Linked DNA regions of Danio rerio: region 2 is linked to region 1. Evidence: chromatin contacts called from public Micro-C data. All regions are on one chromosome and are shown on one strand. Each heading gives the region's core, a stretch centred on a gene start, on an enhancer-like site or on the middle of the called end of the contact. The rest is flanking DNA. Distances are from core to core; before and after follow the strand shown. Region 1 overlaps ppargc1a (peroxisome proliferator-activated receptor gamma, coactivator 1 alpha). Region 2 has its middle 310 kb from the start of dhx15.

The links. Hi-C and Micro-C count contacts between places; a contact is called where the count stands out from the background.
Region 2: a Micro-C map of caudal fin shows a contact between it and region 1, with 4 times the contacts expected there. The contact joins two enhancer-like sites. A contact is called at or near these places in 2 of 18 Hi-C or Micro-C datasets (caudal fin and embryo).

Annotation. Positions count from the first base shown.
Region 1 is chr7:76,196,739-76,204,546 of GRCz12tu, forward strand. The region is part of intron 2 of ppargc1a (peroxisome proliferator-activated receptor gamma, coactivator 1 alpha); the gene reads right to left. Among named protein-coding and RNA genes, the nearest start is that of ppargc1a, 37 kb to the right of the region's middle. Within about 2 kb of position 3,798, at least 3 of the 62 cell types and tissues checked have an H3K27ac peak or open chromatin away from gene starts, as enhancers often do.
Region 2 is chr7:76,596,621-76,604,428 of GRCz12tu, forward strand. No RefSeq gene overlaps it. Among named protein-coding and RNA genes, the nearest start is that of dhx15, 310 kb to the right of the region's middle. Within about 2 kb of position 4,306, at least 3 of the 62 cell types and tissues checked have an H3K27ac peak or open chromatin away from gene starts, as enhancers often do.

The DNA.
Region 1 (7,808 bases), core at 2,548-5,047:
TCAGAACCCACCGCAACACTCTCATCCCACTGGGTAAAAGCTATTTGCTGATTACTAAATAAATGCATTATCTTTTACCTTGACTTTCATCTTCTGTAGGTGAGGGAAGAGCAGCCGTACCTTGACTTTGCGAGACGATTGCTCCCATTATGTTTCAAATCAGCTTTTTTTTCCCTATTCCAAACGTATGAAAACAACCTACACGGTATAAAAAGATGCTGGGTGGTTATAGTAACCCAATGTAGAATCAAATATGGACAAACTAAAATAAAGTTCCATACCACAGCCATCTTTGTTTTGAAGAATCCCACCACTATAGAAAACACAAGACATGTCACTCATATACTTGTGAATGGGGAAAAGTGTAATATGGCAAATTAAGCCCCGCCCTTAAGCACAGGAGTCAATCAGTGATTGCTATATGGTGAATAAACCCCGCCTTCTAGTACAGGAGCCAATCAGTGATCGCTGTAGAATGACAATACTCCAGGGGAGGGGCTCGAATCAGACGTGAGTTTCTGAAGTTTTTGTGTAATATGAACATTTAGAAATGAAACTAAATAGACAGCTGTTGTTTAATTTTATTGGTTATTCCTAATATGTAATGTAATCGTAAGCTTAGCAAGTAGTTTTGGAGAATTTGATGTTTCCCCATTCAAACAGTGTGCCCGAGCATACTGCCTGAGAGACGTTTCAAAGATGGCCACCGAGTAAAATGACTTGCCTTAAAGGGACTTTGGGGTGGCACAGCGGCCCAGTGGTTAGCACTGTTGCCTCACAGCAAGAACATCACTGGTTCTAGTCCTTACCAAACTAGTCGACGTTTCTGTGCGGAGTTCAAAATCAAATTAAACCCCAAATTAGCACCATAGACATGCACCTAGTAAGTTCTCGAGATCTACCTGAGCTCAAACTCCCCTCTAGCCTTGCAAACGGGAGGGAGCCCCATGCTCGAGGAGCTTATGAGCTCAGGGCTCTCTCCCGGGAGAGCATGCCAAACAAGCTTTATAGTAGGTAGGTAGTGCTGGCGCCTCACAGCAAGAAGGTCGCTAGGTCGCTGGTTCGAATCTCGGCTCAGTTGGCGCTTCTGTGTGGAGTTTGCATGTTCTCCCTGCCTTTGCGTGGGTTTCCTCCGAGTGCTCCGGTTTCCCCCACAGTCCAAAGACATGTGGTACAGGTGAATTGGGAAGGCTAAATTGTCCATAGTGTATGAGTGTGTGTGTGTGAATGTGTGTGTGTGGATGTTTCCCAGAGATGGATTGCGGCTGGAAGGGCATCCCCTGCGTAAAAACTTGCTGGATAAGTTGGCGGTTCATTCCGCTGTGGCGACCCCGGATTAATAAAAGGACTAAGCCGTCAAGAAAATGAATGAATGAATATTTTCAGAAGTGAAGGCTGAGTAAATGTTGACAGAACTTTCAGTATTGAGTGAACTGTACTTTTAAACAGACCCAATATTGGACTATGACAAGCCAGCATTTTTTGGAGTGTAGGTGTGTGGTTGGAGACATGGTCAGCACAGATCCTTATCACTCTGATGACTCTGTGATGACTATGAATGTTTACATGGCAACAAGAAAACAGAACCGATTTTTTTTTCCTTTCCACTATTGGTGTTTTGGTTTCTCTTTGGTCTTGCATTTCAGACACCAAAAACAATGTAAATGAATGTTCAAAATGCATCAGTTTTTAGTATTTAAATAAATATGTTATATAAAGCACACTTTATAAACATTCATTCATTCATTTTCCTTCTGCTTTGTCCCCTATTTATCAGGGGTAGCCACAGCGGAATAAACCAGCATATGTTTTACACAGCGTATGCCCTTCCAACTGCAACCCAGTACTGGGAAACATCCATACACACTCATTCACACACTTAAACAGCCAATTTAGTTCATTCAATTCACCTATAGTGTATGTCTTTAGAGCTGGAGCACCCGGAGGAAACCCATGCCAACATGGGGAGAACATGCAAACTCCAAACAGAAATGCCAACTGACCCAGCCGAGGCTCAAACCAGTGACTTTCTTGCTCTGAGGTTATAGTGCTAACCAATGAGCCACCATGCTGCCGCACTTAATAAACCATCAGTTGATAAAAAAATAAAGGATGTGCTGACCCGGTAATCTTCAACAAAGAATCCTGAGTGCTAAATTTAATCCAGTAACCAGACATCACATCTGCCAAATGGACAAGTCTGACGGTGATGTGTATATTGCTATTATTATGCAATGAACAAAGGATAATTGCAAACTACTGCATTTATGGCAAGATCTGTAAACATTTTCAAAATAATGAAGCCACAATAATGAATCCATGCATGCTTTTAAACCTTTAAAAGCTTTGTCTTGATCTGGGATACAAATTACAAACATGTATGATGCAGATATGCATATAGAATTAAAACAAAATGCTAAAAACTGCATTTTTTAAGAAAAAATAAATTAAAGCATCACTCAGCTGCTCTTAACATATGCCCACATGTTATATAGCGCAAGAAAATACTGTATATATTGTATTAACTACAGATGAATACACTGCACTGCAAAATAAATGTCCTGTTTCTGGTCCAAACATCTAAAAAGGACTGAATCAAGAAGCATTTTCTAGACCAGGGGTTCCCAAACTATCTTTTTAGTAACGCATACACACAATGCATCACATAGCTGTAGGATGTGTGAATATTTTGACCACTTGCTTTCACTCTGGAAAGTCAATTACTATTAGGTTTATGGATTGGGTAAAGTATGCTTAGTCATGCCCCTCCAACAATTAGTTTGCTGTGAATAAAAGATGAGAGGAAGAGTGAAAATATCTCAAAACTTAGGGGTTATGGTAGTACTCAGCAAAGTCTACTAAAGGAGGTCGAGATTTCTCATATATGGCTCCTAAACTCTGGAACAGCCTTCATGATAACGTCCGAGGTTCAGACACACACTCTCTCAGTTCAAAACTAGGTTAAAGACCTATCTTTTTAGTAAACCTAATACACGATGCAACACATAACTGTAGGATGTGTGAATATTTTGACAAGGTTGACCACTTGTTTTCACTCTGCAAAGTAAATTTTCATCGGTTTTACAGATTGGGCAAACTATGCTTAGCCACGCCTCTCCAACCATTAGTTTGCTGTGAGAGAAAGATGAGAGGAAGAGTGACAATATCTCAAAACTCATGCCTTCTGGTAGTACCCACAATAGCAAAGTATACTAAAGGAGGTCAGGATTTCTCATATATGGCTCCTAAACTCTGGAATAGCCATTCTGATAATGTCCAAGCTTCACACAATCTCTTACACACATAATTTTTCTCAAGGTTTTGTTCCTTTAATTTCAGCAAAAGTTTTGTTCATGCATCCAATGTAAGCCAACTAAAGGAGGCAGAGCCTTCTCATTTATGGCTCCTAAACTCTGGAATAGCCTTCCTGATTACGTCCGAGGTTCAGACACACTCTCTCAGTTTAAAACTAGATTAAACTTTTAAGTAAAGCATTCAGACAATGCAACATAACGGTATGATGCACTAGTGTGCTCCATGCAGGTGAGTGAGCTTGACAACCACCTGTAGGACACACTCCTTCTGATTTCTCTCAAGGTTTTGTTCCTTTAATTTCATCAAAAGTTTTGTTTCTTGGCACTGTCGCCACTGGCTTGCTTGGTTTGGGACTTGTGGAGCTGCGCATCGATGGATTTGCTCTTTAGTGTTTGGACTTTTAGCAGTGAAAATTAAACCACACTGAACTAAACGGAACCGAACTTCAACTCTGAAAACTGGACTGTTAGTGTACTGTTATGTTAAGCTGCTTTGACACAATCTACATTGTAAAAGCGGTATAGAAATAAAGATGAATTGAATGTGTCTCCTGCAATGGCATTCATTCCTCAAATTCAAGACATTGTGCATTTTGTTTGTTAATTTACCCCCTCTGTTAAAAACTGCACTGTGACGCCACTAAGCTATGTCCGAAACACTCTGTACCCTGCAGTGCATAAGCCCTGAAACAACCAGCGTTCCTGGAATTCAGAGATCCAAACTCCCCCCCCCCCCCCCCCCTCCTCCCTGTGATGCCGAAGTATTAAATAATCCAGGAAACGCCTGCACCGGGACTCACTTTCTCTCCCGGCCCAGAGTCTAGCCAGACGCTTGGGGCTTATTGGCTTAGCATTTCCGGCCAGGTTAGAAAGAGACGGGCCCTGAAAGGCTCTTAGAAGAGATTACCATCCTACACTAAAAATAGCCCACAAAGGCTATCCCGCACTTACGACTGGTGACACGTAACAAAATGTGAATATTACTGTACGGGTGACTGCGTTTGGGTGCTTGTACATGTCATAATAATTCACTCCTGTCACAGTTTGGCACCAAACACTATACTGATTCGACTCTATATACAGCCAAGACTGAATTTGCTCATACCGCATGACAAATTCTGACTTAAAGTTATTTCTATAAAGGTTATATAAATACGTTATTTAAAGTTTTTTCAACCAGCAATTTTATTTTGGGGACCGGAAATGATAAAGGCTTCTCCCAAATGATACTAAGACAATGTAAAAGAGACATCATTGTGGAAAACAAAAAACCTTTATCGTCTTTTATTTACATTTAAACAAGTCAGAATTTGCCTGCTGAATAATTTCAGGCTTGACTGTGTGTTAAAGAGCCAAAATAGAGTTGAAATGAGATGATTTGAATAGAACTGCTATATTATTTAGAAGTACTCATTAAAATGCTCATTAAAATGCTCAATGTGGTCATCTTTTAAACATAACTCTATGAATATGCTGAAAGTAATGACACCAACATGGAAATATATATGATTTTGCAATTTTTTTTTTTTTTTTTTAGAAGTTAGTTAATTTTTAATTTAATTAGAAGTTAATTTTGTTAGACACATGTGCTTGCACTTCCTGACTTCATACAACATCTAAAATGTCTTAAATATTGCAATATATTCAATAATGCATGTCATGGTTCAATTATTAAAATGTATTAATAAACATACATGCTTAAATGTGCACTTGATTCATTTATATATATATATATATATATATATATATATATATATATATATATATATATATATATATATATATATATATATATATATATATAAATTAATTAATAAAACATGTAGGTAGCGCTGTTGCCTTAACAGCAAGAAGGTCGCTGGTTTGAGCCTCGGCTGCATCAGTTGGTGTTTCTGTGTGGAGTCAGTGCTCCGGTTTCCCCACAGTCCAAAGACATGCGGTACAGGTGAAGTGGGTAGGTTAAATTGTCCATAGTGTATGAGTGTGAATGAGTGTGTATGGATGTTTCTCAGAGTTGGGTTGCAGCTGGAAGGGCATCAGCTGCGTAAAACATATGCTGCATAAGTTGGCGGTTCGTTCCACTGTGGTGACCCCATATCAATAAAGGGACTAAGCCGAAAAGAAAATGAATGAATGAATGTATGAAAAAATGAATACATAATTTACATAAATCTTTAAATAAATAACTATTGAAATAAATAAATATGTAAATAAATAATAAATGAACAAACATATAAATAAACATATAAATAAATATTCATTAAACAAATAAATAAATAAATAAATACCAATAAAAACTAAATATAAAAATAAACAATAAATTAACACGTGCATAAATAAATAATAAATAAATATATAAATAATAATAAAAAATAAATATAAAACAATTTAATAAATGCATTAAGATTAAATAAATAAAAAAATTCGAATAAAAATAAATATATAAACAAACAACTAAATAAATAAATGAATAAATACCAAACAAATATCTAAATAATGATAAGAAATAAATATAACTAAACAATAAATAAATGAATGATTAAATAAATATATAAATAAGAATAAAAATAAATGAACTAAAAATAAATAAATAAATAAATAACAGTGACGTGGTGGCGCAGTAGATAGTGCTAGCACCTCACAGCAAGAAGGTCGCTGGTTCAAGCCTCATCTGGGTCACTTAACATTTCTTTGTGGAGAATGAATGAATAAATGAATGAATGAATGAATGAATGAATGAATAAATAAATGAATAATTTAAATCATAAATAAATAATTGAAGATGATGATAATAATAATACTATAATAATAATAATAATAATAATAATAATAATAATAATAATAATAATAATAATAGTAATAAGTGTTAATTTTATTACGTATGATATATATTGTCCTGTTGTCATTTGCAGCAAAATATGCCCTTTTTATTAATTTTGTTACAGTATTTCAAGATTTGAAGACACTTGATCAGTCGTTCACAAAGTAAATCCTAAAACTTCCTAAAACTGATAATAACTTTGTAATGGCCTCTTCAGTCAGTTCTATAGCAGTATATACAGTACAATGCATTTTTAATACATGAGCTGTGTCACCCCTAAATTATCAGCAAAACATAAGCCACCATTAAACCCTAGGACAGTACTGGTTGTACTGTTGATGTCTTATATTTATCACGGCAGAGATGACATTTGGCAGCACATCACTGCAGCTTCCACCACGAGCTGTCCAAGCCAGACTCATAAAACAGGATTGAAGAGTCTGACCCCGATGTCCAAGGAAAACCCCATGTGTAACGTGTCCCCAGACATGGAGGAACGCTCTCATGTGGGACGCCACCTGTGCTGCTTCAGTTCTGGGTAGCAGCCGTCAGATGACGGCCACAAATTTGTTCCACTGGCAGAACACAGTGTGTGTGTCCCAAAGCAAAGGAAACAAAACCATGTTACAGCCATCAGAACAGCACAAACAGGGTCACACACAAATAAACATGCACACACATGCACACAAACAAACACACACACGCACACAGCCACAAACATGCACAGACACACACACACATGCACAGGCATATGCATGCACAGACACACACATGCACAGCAACACACAAGTACACACAAACATGCACACACATGTACACAAATGCACACATGTACACACACATACACACAAATGCATGCACACAAAGGCACACACATGCACACACACATGCACAGGCACAGTCAAGCACACATACACACATACAAATATGAAAACACACACAAACACAAACATGCAAGCACAAACAAACATGCACACAAACACATGCACACACAAACACATACATACATGGACACGCATGCACACACATGCACACTTACGAAAAAACAAACACATACACACATGAACAAACACACAGACACACACACACACACATAAGCAAGCAAGCAGACACACAAACACACAGGTACACACATGCATACATATACAAACACATAGACACACACATACACAAATGCATGCACACACACACAGGTTTGTTTTTATGAATTGTGGGGACATTATATAGGTTTTCTTTGTTTTTATACTGGCGACACGGTAGTGCTGTGGAGAAATCGCCTCACAGCAAGAAGGTCACTGGTTTGAGCCCCGGGTAGGTGAGTTGGTGTATCTGTGCACTACTGAGAGATTTCAGCTGCTGTCTGGGCTTTCACTGCCAAACTACATCTCCCTTTCTTCATGTGTTCAATACTTCTTTCCTGTGTCATTTCTTTTTATTACACAGAACGTCATTTGTATTCCCAGAACTAGGTTGGGGCTGATAGGGCATCCGCTATGTAAAACTCATGCTAGATAAGTTGGCGGTTCATTCCGCTGTGGCGACCCCTGATGAATAAAGGGATTAAGTTGAAAAAAAAAAGAATAAACTTCATTTGTAAACAAATTAATATTGTTTTTTTTTGCATATATATATATATATATATATATATATATATATATATATATATATATATA
Region 2 (7,808 bases), core at 3,056-5,555, 400 kb after region 1:
TGTAGCACATTTACAGTTGTGAAGCAGCAAAACTTGTCATAATGTGTATTATTTCATGAATGCAAGGATCACTGGTCTCACTCTCACACGCTTTGGGCTCTATTTTGATGGTCCATGCGCAGAGCTATTTACTCGCTATTTTCGCTATTTATATTATTTTATTCGCTATTTACAGGACGCAAAGTAAGTCTAAGTGGAAAAAAATGAGCATTTCACAAGCAAACAGTTAACAGTTTTTTAACAGAAAACTGTTAAACAGAGCATCTACTGCATGAGAATGAAAGATTATAGAACTACTTTCGCTCTTGGATAGGGAAACCTTTACGCACAGACCTCAATTAGCCTATAAATAAATACTTTTGTTTGTTAAGCACAAATATTCGTTTCAAAAATATTTCTAAATTCAGTTCTAATTTCCAGCAAACAAATAAATGAACAATAATAACAAAATGTGCTCAAAAACCTGAGTTATATCCTAAAACACCTGCTGTGCCCCATATGGTCTCAAACCTGACAGCTGGACAAATCTAAGCTTGTGTTTAATAAAACAAATATAAATATGGATATAATAAATAATAGCGCTAATAATATTAACATTATACAAAAGCAAATTGTTATGAATGAACTGAAAAAGCCTCCCGAGATGAAGAAGACATAAAAGCAGTGATTTTTCATATTTATGTAGGCTAGAAAATAATATGTTTTGTAATATTTTAATCCTTTATATTTATATCCTATATCTATTCTTATTATATCCTATATATATCCTTAATATTTAAATTTTTTTCATATGTAAAGATATTTGCCTTTTGCTCTCTTGTGCGTATGAAGCAGTGCGTAAGCGAGGCGCAACTCTGCGCTGGAGTTTAGACCGGGTTAGTTTTGGTCGAATGAAAAATCTATTATAGATTCTCAAAATAGCAACGCGCCAGCAGTCCGCCTCAGAACGCCTTCCTTTTTAGACCAGAACGCCTATGGACGCTCATATGAGCGCTAATGCATTTGCTATTTAAACAGCTTAGCGCAACGCCTTAAAACGACTCTTGCGCCAAGCTGAAACTACCAAAAGACTACTGCGCCACGCCTTGCGCCACACTGCACCGGGTGTATGATAGGGCCCTTTGTCTTAAAGTGACTACTGTATGCTTAGTTTTTGGCCGGCAGCGTGCAGGAATTACTCTTATTACTTAACCATATACACCAGTGGTTCTCAAACTTTTTTCATCAAGTACCACCTTAGAAAAAAATTGTCTCTCCAGGAACCACCAAAATGAGCAGCATTGAAATACAGTAGCGTAGTTGGCCCAGTAAAGCAGCTACAACTCTGCACAGTTTAAAAACCTGGCAAATTACCTCAGAAATATAGCCTATATATAATATATGGCATATTATATACATCATTTTTAATAAATTTTGAATTATATGTAGCATGTACATGACATTTTTCATTCCTCCGTGTACCACTAGAAGGAAGCCCACGTACCACTAGTGGTACACGTACCACAGTTTGAGAACCACTGATCTACACTCTATTTCAGAGTGAATATTCAGAGTAGCGGTAGACACTATAGTGAGCACGTCACAGGCTGTCATTGTTCAAAAATGAATCAATGTGGATATAAAACCAACTTCAGCTCTGGCTTGGTGGAATAGCGCTATTTACTGATGTTTTACTGTTAAACTAAATATAATTCGACATTGTCGATGCTGTTAAAGGACCCTTATAAAACTAAAAATAGTCACATTAATCTTTCACTGGAAGATTTCAGTGGCTGAACAACACTTCTGTGCATATAACCCATCCATATCAACACAATCCACATCAGCTCTGCGTGACTAAAAGAGTTGTAAAACAGAACGTTATCTGTCTAACAGAAACACTTCAGCCATGGTGTCATTGGTCTTCTAGCGTGCAAAACTAACTTGAATATTGATTCAGGATTTTCAAAAGTTTTGATTCAGCATTTGTTTAACGTGGATGGGTCTGTCTATATTCTAACCCAGAAGATAAATGTACATATAAATACATTTAGATCATTTACTTTAACCGTTACTATTTAAATGTAAACAACCTATTTTTATTATGTTTAATCCACTTAAATTTGTCAAAATAATTAAGATAACATAATTAATTTGTGTTGGGACAATATGAAGAAGCTGTGTGTATATTTTACAGTGTAGAAAATGCTTCTTGGTTTGAAAAAGCTTAGATATTTGGATGAGAAACTAGAGCTACTAAACTGGCCTACTTGACTTTATTTGTCTTCTTGATAAATCTACTTTTCGAGCATTAGCTCTCTTTAAAAATATCTCTTCGCATCTACAGGACAAAGAAAGGGTCTCGAGTGACCAAACGTGGCACTAAAATAAATGATCATATAGAAAAGGGAAAAACTAAAAGTATTTTTATGAGTGTAAAACTAAAAGCAGCTGTATAGTTTATAGCCAGCACTGTCAAATGGTTTAAGACTTTCACGAACTTAACTTGTCAACTCTCATTTTGAGCAAATGCTTTACATTTTGTCATACGCTGTAAATTATACTGTATGTATTTTAAAAGATTATTTGGGTATGTTTTACATAGGAACAAAAGCACATTTAGCTTCTGTTGAAGTTTCTTTGTAATTGCTTAAAATGTATTTAGTAAGATTGTCAGTTATTTCATTCCTTCATTCATTCATTCTTCTGCAGTTTGGTTTAAATTAAAACCGTTTTTATTTATTTATTCATTTATTTATGCATTCATTTGTTCATTCTTCTGCAGAAAGCCCTATTTCTTTTGGTTTGGCTTGAATCAAAGCACTATATATTCATTCATTCATTCATTCATTCATTCATTCATTCATTCTGCAAAAGCCTTATTTCTTTTTGTCTGGCTTGAATCAAAGCTTTATTCATTCATTTATTTATTTTTTATTTGTTCGTTCGTTTATTGATATGTTAATTTATTTGTTAATTCATTATTGTATTGGTTCTTCTGCAAAAGCCTTATTTCTTTTAGTTTGGTTTGAATCAAAACACTGTTCATTCATTCATTCATTCATTCATTCATTCTTTCTTTCTTCTGCTGAAAGCCTTGTTCCTTTTAGCTTGGCTTAAATTAAAGAAGTATTTTTTTTTATTATTCATTCATTCATTCATTCATTCATTCATTCATTCATTCATTCATTCATTCATTCATTTATTCTTCTGCAATTTCTTTAAGTTTGGCTTGAATCAAAGTCCCATTTATTCATTAATTCATTTGTTTGTTCGTTTATTCATTCATTCATTCATCATCAAAAGCCTTATTTCTTTTAGGTTGGCTTTAATCAAAGCTTCATTCATTCATTCATTCATTCATTCATTCATTCATTCATTTATTTGTTTGTTTGTTCATTCAGTTGTTAATTTCTTTGTTAATTCATTAATGTATTGATTCTTCTGCAAAAGCCTTATTGCTTTTAGTTTGGCTTGAATCAAAGCACTGTTCATTCATTCATTCATTCATTCATTCATTCATTCATTCATTCATTCTGTCATTCTTTCTTCTGCTGAAAGCCTTGTTCCTTTTAGCTTGGCTTAAATTAAAGAAGTATTTTTTTTTATTATTCATTCATTCATTCATTCATTCTTCTGCAATTTCTTTAAGTTTGGCTTGAATCAAAGCCCCATTTATTTATGAATTCATTTGTTTGTTCGTTTATTCATTCATTCATTGATTCATTCATCATCAAAAGCCTTATTTCTTTTAGGTTGGCTTAAATCAAAGCTTCATTCATTCATTCATTCATTCATTCATTTATTTATTTACTCATTCATTCTGCAGAAAGCCTAATTTATTTTAGTTTGGTTTGAATCAAAACAGTATTTATTCATTCATTTATTCATTCATTCTTCAGCAGAAAGCCTTGTTTCTTTTAGTTTGACTTGAATTAAAGCATTCATTTCTTTCTTCATTCATTCATTCATTCATTCATTCATTCATTTTTCTGCAGAAAGCCTTTTATTTCAATTTAGTTTAGTGTGTTATATGTGTATTGATTTGTGTATTGTTGTACCTATAGAATTGTATATTGTAAAACAGGCCATTTGTAAACAGGCCAATGTTTTAATTGTGTGATTTTTTTTGGTTGTGTTATTTTGTACTCTAATTAATGGAGCGTGTGTGAGAGCATAATGTACCGTGTAGTGGTGTGTGTGTGTTTTTGCATTAACTCTTTAATGTATTTTTCAGAGTCAATATGGCAACCGTGAGCAAGGTCTGTGTGGAGCAGCAGAGCGAAAGCCACCTGTCTCTTTCTGGATCCAAGCTTTTTACAGCTTTGTGACCATATGCTGCTATAAAAACAGCACAAGACGCATACAAGACAAGCTTCCGGCCCTTTCTTCCTTTCTCAAATCTCTGGACGGGGTTTCGTCTGTCAGCGTTTTGCTATCTGCATGCTGTAGGTCAAGGGTTGGACATACAGACATTTCATTGAGGAGCTACAAAAGCTGTTCTTCATGAGCGAGTCCTGAAAGTCACGGGTGGCCAGTGGTTTTATATTTCACTCCAGATAAATCACAGCAGCACAACTGAACAAAGGCCACACCACATATGAAGATCAAAAATACCTTATTATTATTATTATTATTATTATTGTAAATATTAATATTATTAATGATAAAAATAAGAATAGTATAATAATAATAATAATAATAATATATTATTATTATTATTATTATTATTATTATTATTATTATTATTATTCCAATGGTGTTGTTGTTGTTATTTTATTAGAAAATTTTCTTATTTTTATTGTCTTAAATTATAAGTTTAATAACAACAAATATTTTATTATTATTAATAATATTATTTTCGCAGATGTTATTATTCATTAGAAATTATACATAGTATTCTTATATCTTATTGTCATATTTTATCATCTTTAATAACAACAAATATTTTAATATTATAATTTTTATTTTTAAAAATTTGATTTGTTTTGCAGAGGTTGCTATTATTTTTCAAAAAATATTATATATATTATAATTTGTATTGTCTGACATTATTATTTTTAATAACAGCAAATGTTTATTAATATTTTATTATTATTAATATTATTATTTTTGTAGATGTTGTAATTTTATTAGAAAATTATTCTTAATTTTATTTTATTGTCTTATATTATATTAATAACAACAAGTATTTTTATTATTATTATTATCATTATTATTATTGCTGATGTTGTTATTATATAAGAAAATTATTCTTAATATTATTGTATTTTATTGTATCCTTTTCTTATTTTTAATAACAACAACTTTTGTTTTATTATTTAAATATTTTTAATAAAAACAAGTTTTATTATTTTTATTATTATTATTATTATTGTTTGAATTATTATTGTTATTGCAGGTGTTGTTGTTATTATTAGAAATTATTCTTAATACTCTTATATTTTATTGTCTTATATTATTGTTTTAATAACAACAAATTTTATAATATTATTATTGCAGATATTGTTGTTGTTATTTCATTAGAAAACAAATATTAATATTTAGATTTTTTTAATTGTTAAATATTATTGTTTATAACAACAACAAATGTTTTATTATTAATATCATTGTTGTTGTTATTATTATTATTATTATTATTGTTATTATTATTGTTATTATTGTTATTTTTGTTATTATTTTATTATATTATTATTATTATTATTATTATTATTATTTTATTATTATTATTATTATTATTATTATTATTTAACAATAATAAATAAATATAGCCGTTTTAAATAATTTTATATTACATGTAATAAATGAAATAATAAAAATCAATTCACTAATAAGTATTAATATAAAAAATATAAAACAATAATTATAAATAAACAAGTAAAATCATTCATATTATAGATTTGAATATACCAAATTACAGATTATTGAGTTTTTATTATACACTAATTCAGATGGGGTAGCTATCCATCCAATAAAATAATACCTACAGTCTTACAGATGATGAAAAGACCCTCCTTCTGAGCCCAAACCCCACCACAAAATCACATTCGTCTACATTCCATCACATTATATCTCTCAGTTCTATCACATTCCCACAAATCAAGCCTCAGATAAAACCCAGCATACAGACACAGAACCGAATCTATACAATCATGCCAATCAGCCGCTGGAGTCCAGAAACAGTCCCTCTTCAAAGGTAATTAGTCTTCATATTGTGGCGTGTCCATCCAGTTTGGCCCACGCGGCTCTCGGGAGCGAACACACGGACATGGTTAATAGGCTCTGTTAATGAGCCAGTCCTTTATGATCAATCTTATGCGCGGACTTCCAGTTTATGAGCATGGCGTGCTGGGGATCGCTCTGGGAGAAAACCTGCTATAATTGTTATGTACATATATGGAACGAGCGTCCGCAGAGGAACAGCGGCGTCCTTGTGGCTGCTAATTTAAACACACTCCGGTCTGGGCCTTTTCTAGAGGGCCAAATGCCCTCTTCGTCCTCAACCACCTGGTCAAAATACTAACAGCTGATTTGCTCGTGACCTCCAGAATGGCTATAAATCATACCTCACCTCTAGCAGATCTAGCCACGCTCCTCTATATGACAAGATTATAGCCGTTTTTTAATCGCTAGAGGCCTCAGTATGGGCATCCCCAGGTGTAAATAGAGCGCAATAAAAATAATTAGCATACCTGCTGTTCATAGTATATTTGCTAATGTATCCTACAGTTACGTGATGCATTTTGTGTAAGCTTTACAAAAAGATAGCTCTTTAATCTTCCTATGATCTCAGAGAAGGCTTTTTTCAGAGTTTAGGAGCCATATGTGAGAATGTTTGACCTCCTTTAGTGGACTTTGCTTTTCTGGGTTCTAACCGAAGCCCTGAGTTTTGACATGTTTTCACTCTTCCTCTCATCTTTCACTCACAGCAAACTGATAATTGAAGGGGAGTGGCTAAGTGTATTTTGGCCAATACATGAAACTGACGGAAATTGCCTTTCCAGAGTGAAAGCAAGTGGTCAACCGTCTGGTCAAAATATTCACACATCCTATAGTTATGTGGCACATTGTGCGTAAACTTTTCTCTTGTTTTGAACTGAGAGAGTGTCTGTCTCAACATCAGACATTGTTAGGAAGGCTATTCCAGAGTTCAGGAGCCATATATAAGAAGGGTCGACCTCCTTTAGTGGACTTTGCTATTCTGGCTACAACCAGAAGCTCTGAGTTTTGACATATTGTCACTCTTCCTCACATCTTTCACTCACAGCAAACTGATAATTGGAGGGTAGTGGCTGAGTATATTTTGGCCAATCCATAAAAACTGATGCAAATTGCCTTTCCAAAGTGAAAGCAAGTGGTCAACCGTCTGGTCAAAATATTCACACATCCTACAGTTATGTGGCGCATTGTGTGTAAGCTTTACTCTTGTTTTGAACTGAAAGAGTGTCTGTCTCAACATCAGACATTGTTAGGAAGGCTATTCCAGAGTTCAGGAGCCATATATAAGAAGGGTCGACCTCCTTTAGTGGACTTTGCTATTCTGGCTACTACCAGAAGCTCTGAGTTTTGACATTGTCACTCTTCCTCTCATCTTTCACTTACAGCAAACTGATAATTGGAGGGTAGTGGCTGAGTATATTTTGGCCAATCCTTAAAAACTGATGCAAATTGCCTTTCCAAAGTGAAAGCAAGTGGTCAACCGTCTGGTCAAAATATTCACACATCCTACAGTTATGTGGCGCATTGTGTGTAAGCTTTACTAAAAAGATAAGTCTTTAATCTTGTTTTGAACTGTGAAAGTGTGTGGCTTAACCTCTGACATTATCAGG